2 separate regions of the Mus musculus genome follow, and region 2 is linked to region 1. Evidence: chromatin contacts called from public Hi-C data. All regions are on one chromosome and are shown on one strand. Each heading gives the region's core, a stretch centred on a gene start, on an enhancer-like site or on the middle of the called end of the contact. The rest is flanking DNA. Distances are from core to core; before and after follow the strand shown. Region 1 holds the start of 4930597A21Rik (RIKEN cDNA 4930597A21 gene). Region 2 has its middle 140 kb from the start of Gm12159.

Region 1 (2,677 bases), core at 105-2,604:
GGAAAGAGAGGCCCATTGGACACGCAGACTTTGTGTGCCCCGGTACAGGGGAACGCCAGGGCCAAAGGGGGGGAGTGGGTGGGTAGGGGAGTGGGGGTGGGTGGGTAAGGGGGACTTTTGTTATAGCATTGGAAATGTAAATGAGCTAAATACCTAATAAAAAATGGAAAAAAAAAAAAAACCCCAGTGCCAATAGACAACTTCCCAATTGAAACTCCATTTTCTTTCTTTCTTTCTTTCTTTCTTTCTTTCTTTCTTTCTTTCTTTCTTTCTTTCTTTCTTTCTTTCTTCCTTCCTTCCTTCCTTCCTTCCTTCCTTTCTCTCTCTCTCTCTCTCTCTCTCTTATTTTCTCTCTCTCTCTCTTTCTTTCTTTCCCTTTTTTCTTTTTTTCTTTCTTTTTTTTGGATAGGCAGGGTTATATTTCAGGACATTTCTCTGGTTCACACTACACTTCCTTTATTCAAAATTAAGCGTGATAGTTGGGGTTAAGGCAAGGGCTCGGCCTGGATACAGGTTGTGTAAAGGTTCAGAGGGCTCGCTTTGTGGCTCAGAGGCAGAGCAATAGCCTCACATGCATGGCACCCTAGTCCAATCTCCACTGCAGCAAATTAGGAAGCTTTAGATATACTCTGTAATTAATGTAGAACTGTAATCTACGTCTGACACTTCAGATACAGATGATGTCATCTATACCTGAGTCAGCTCATGAAATCTAAGACTCTGGATGATGTAAGAATTAATTAATAAAAAATGGGAGTATAGGGAAGGTTCCCTTTTTATGTTAAAATCCTAATGAGTAAAATTAGAGTAAAAAATGACAGCATTAGGTTACTATTTTGCAACTGTTACTTCATTGAGGTTTCAAGCAAAAACATCAGCTTTGCAAACTCGAACATTGTTACTCCATGAATCCCTTATTAATTAGAAGAGAATTCACAGCAGCTTTCTAAGATGGAATCTTGGTGGTCAGGACCACTGTAACCAAACACTCAATATAACCAGTGCCATGACAAGCCTTTGTCATGTGCCTTTTGCTATGATTTGAATATATATATATATATATATATATATATATATATATATATTCTTCAGCATATAATCCTATATGTGGGATTACTGTTCAAGTATATCTCATAACCATAGCAGACAAACTCAAACTAGGGAACAGTGTACAAAAGAATATTTCTGCTTTCATGGTAAGCCTGATTAAATCAAAGGTCTTCTAGACAGGTGCACTACCAAAGATTACCACTAGATGTCACCATGGTCCTGCAGTTTGTTCAGTTTTCCAACTGCCTTTGTGGGTGCATCCGTTGTTCTTGGATTCTTAAAGCAGATACATTTAAGCAATTCTAACACACACAGACTTGGAAAGACCTACAAATTAAGTAAGGTTAGAGGTAATGGAGGTGGAGAACGAAGTTTTAGATTAAGTTTGTGTCTACCATTTCATACTGTGGACTGGGTGATTCCTGCTGACCCCCAGGCCCTGGTTTCCTTATGTGTAAAATGATTAGGGTAAGCTTTAAGGTAGGGATTAGGGTAGCCTTTAAGCTGATATTTTCTGATTGAAAGTGTTTCAGTGTTCTTACGAGAAATTTTTCTCTGGACCACTCTGGACCCATTACTGTTTACTCTGTCAGCCTGCCCCTCCCTCTGCCCCACACCCCCTTATTTTTTTTTAAATTAGATATTTTCTTTATTTAAATTTCAAATGTTATCCCCTTTCCTGGTTTCCTCTCCCAAAACATCCTCTCCCCCTCCCCCCTCCCCCTGCTCACCAACCCACCCACTCCTGCTTCCTGGCCCTGGCATTCCCCTATACTGGGGCATAGAGCCTTTACAGGACCAAGGGCCTATCCTCCCATTGATGACCGACCAGGCCATCCTCTGCTACATATGCAACTAGGGCCATGAGTCCCACCATGTGTTTTCTTTGATTGGTGGTTTAATCCCAGGGAGCTCTGGGGGTACTGGTTAATTCATATTGTTGCTCCTTCTATGAGGCTGCAAAACACTTCAGCTCCTTGGGTACTTTCTCAAGCTCCTTCATTGAGGACCCTGTGCTCCGTCCAATGGATGACTGTGAGCATCCACTTCTGTATTTGTCAGGCACTGGCAAAGCCTCACAGCAGACAGCTATATCAGGCTCCTATCAGCAAGCTCTTGTTGGCTTCCACAATAGTGTCTGGGTTTGGTGATTGTATATGGGATGGACCTCCAGGCCCACACCCCCTTATTTATCTCATTTGTGTTTATCTCTGTTTATGTAAATGGAAGTAAAGAGATCTCAATAATGTTACAATCACAAATGTAAACCTTTTCCCTTGCATAAGTAGAAGGTACCCAGAGGGAATAACTTAGAGACTGTAGATATGATCCAGTGGATCAGCCAGGCAAGAGGACTGGCTGCCAGTAATTCCAGAACCCGGGACGTAAAGATCCCCTTGGCAAGTTGGCTAGTGAGACTAGCCAGAATTGGAGACCTTTAGGGTTAAAGAGAGACCCTGCCTCCGTAAGTAAGGGGGGATTGATTGAAGAAGACATTTGCCTTCAACTCTGGACTACCACATTCATGCGCACACACATGCACACATGCACCACCATACATGTGCAGCCACACATATGTGACCATGAAAATATAAACACATACTGGCTCCACACATATGTATAAATA
Region 2 (2,677 bases), core at 105-2,604, 670 kb after region 1:
ACTATCCTGACTCCAGCTGCCTCTCCTCATTCCTGTGGCTTGCAGCGACCATTAGAGTAAAAGCCAAACCTGAAAGTATGCTTTGGCTGATCCTGGTCCCCTATCCCTTTCCTCTCCTAGGCACAGGTTCAGCTTTTCCCTTCAATCTCTGCTCAATTCCCCTTTACCTATGGTCCCTGATGATCCAGTCTGAAACTGTACTCTGTCTCTGACCTTTTGAATCTGGCTTCCTTTTCCTTCCCAGGACTTGGAACCTTCTGGCACATGGTATATCTGCTAGTTATCTGTTTTATTTTCCCCATCAGAATGCGATGTGCAAGTGTGCAGACTCATGCCTCCATGGGTAACTCACATCTAAAATCCATCATCTACTCAGAGAGAAGTTGATGCTATGCTAGCCTAATGGATGAGCACATGGTTCTGTAAGATCGAGGTTGTTCCTCATACATGTAGGATATCTATAAAAAGAGATGGAGAGAGCTGAGATACTCTGATCTATAAAATACTTGCTGTGCAAGCATAAGTACCAGTATTCACATCCCCAGTACTCATGTAGAAATCTGGGCTTGGCAGCATCAGTCAATAATCTCAGCACTGAGAAGGCAGAGACAGAATGGTCTCCAGAGCTTACTGTGTCCAGAGAACCTAGCCAAATCATTGAGCTCTGGGTTCAATAAGAGACCATGTCTCAAAACATACGTAGGCATGTGATTAAAGAAGACACTTGGTATTAATCTCTAACTTCCACACACCCCATAGATGGATGTGCATACACAGACACACATGAACCTGTACACTCATATATGCCACGTGGAGACAGACAAGAACCTCAAATGTACTCAGTCTCTAGAACCCCAGCTTAAACCTAATATCCTGCACCCCAACTCCTCTTAGTCTTTCATTCAATCATTTATCAACAATGTTCATCAGTTTGCTAATAATGTATATGGATTCTAAATAAACTAGGGGAAAGACTAGGGAATGGGGTTGAGGGTGACTTCCATCAGATGACTGAAAGCCAAACAGAAAACGGAAATAGTCACGACAGCAGCAAGCATCCAGCCTTCCAGAGTTGTATACTGAGGAGCATACTGTCTGAGGCATAATCTGTTATATGTCTGTCCTCTTTTCAGAAGTCAACAAAATAATATCCTCCCTTTAAGAAGAAATTAACAATTACCTGTAAATATGATACAGAACTTATTACACACACACACACACACACACACACAGAGAGAGAGAGAGAGAGAGAGAGAGAGAGAGAGAGAGAGAGAGAACCCTGGGTAGCCTGTGTCCTCAGTCTCACAGCCAAGAACCTCATGATTACTGACTGGCTCAAATACAGGAAATGTGGAAATGCTGTCTACTGCACTGCTATGCTACCCTATGGCCAAAATGAAAGCTCCACTTCCCTACCTCCTGTGTATGCTCACATTAGTACGTGCTTGTGTAGACTCGTGGAATTCTCACAAGTATCTTGCAGTAGACACTTAACCTCCCATCTTGAGAGTGAGAGAGATTCAGAGAACTTGCTTTAAGTAGCTCAGGTGCTAAGAGGCCATCCTGAGATTCAGAGCCAAGGGTTAAATGCTCCCAGAACAAATCTTTCTTCTAGAGTCTTCTAATCCTGCTCCACAGAGATATGGTCATTGTCAACATTGTTCAGTGTCCCCTGCTGTTTCCCGGCTCCTGGATTTAGTAAATTTTGCTCATAGAAGAATGCTTATAATCTCTACATTCTGATGATGTATTATTATGTAGCCTTACAGAAAAGCCAGCTATACAGTTAAAAACAAACCAAGCCAGAGGAGGTGATTCAGTGAGTAAGATACTTGCTGCTGTGCAAGCAGAATATTAAGTTTGAAGTCTCAGAGCCCATGTAAAACTCTGGTGTCATAGCACATACTGGCATTCCCAGTGCTATGGCAAGGTGGAAGGTGGGAGGCAGAGACTAGGGAATGCCTGTAGGTGCACATAGCCTGGAACAACAAACAGACCCTGCCTCAAACAAGGCAGGAGGTGAAGGCAAACATCCAAGACCTGCATGTGTGTGCTATGACATGTAACTGACCACACTTACACAGAAAAATGCACACACACACACACACACACAGAGAGAGAGGGGGGGGGGAAAGAGAGAGAAACAGAGACAGAGAGAGAAACAGAGACAGAGAGACTGAGAGAAAGATAATACATACATACAAACAGGATTGGAAGGAGGTTATGGCAAGTGATTAGTGGTTAATACTGGCCTCTCCCTCACTTTGCTGGCTCCTCTGGTGGCTGGATAGGGAATGAAGAAGTCTTTCTCTTGAAGACTCCATCACTGACTTTCTAGGTGACCTGGGCAAATCATTTAATGTCACACACTTCCCTTGCTTTATCGGTAAGATGAGGCCGAAATAATACTCAGCTGCCCCACACGGGGACAAAGATTCATATAAAAGTCAGCCTCCTAAGATGAAGCGACACAGACAGGAACATGGGGGTTTTTATTACTACAGGCAGAAGTTCATGGAGGGAAATGAAAAAGGGGAGGGCCTCTAAATTTTCTGTGACAGGATTCAGCTGCCCTCGACCATCACTGCCAGGCAAAATTTTGTACTTTATCTACTTCCCCCTAAGAGAGAATAATCGGAGGGCTCAACCTGCAGTGTCTCCTCCATCCAGGCTCAGT

The links. Hi-C and Micro-C count contacts between places; a contact is called where the count stands out from the background.
Region 2: a contact with region 1 is called in a Hi-C map of B cells, with 4 times the contacts expected there. The contact joins the enhancer-like site here to the promoter of 4930597A21Rik in region 1. A contact is called at or near these places in 1 of 39 promoter capture datasets (the SN4741 cell line) and 2 of 484 Hi-C or Micro-C datasets (B cells and embryonic stem cells).

Annotation. Positions count from the first base shown.
Region 1 is chr11:44,584,963-44,587,639 of GRCm38.p6, forward strand. It overlaps 4930597A21Rik (RIKEN cDNA 4930597A21 gene), which reads left to right and starts at 1,355. Exons shown (of 4, transcript NR_126460.1): 1 at 1,355-1,388; 2 at 2,340-2,515.
Region 2 is chr11:45,259,182-45,261,858 of GRCm38.p6, forward strand. No RefSeq gene overlaps it. Among named protein-coding and RNA genes, the nearest start is that of Gm12159, 140 kb to the left of the region's middle. Within about 2 kb of position 1,355, at least 4 of the 459 cell types and tissues checked have an H3K27ac peak or open chromatin away from gene starts, as enhancers often do. A contact at or near this core is called in B cells, where this site is marked.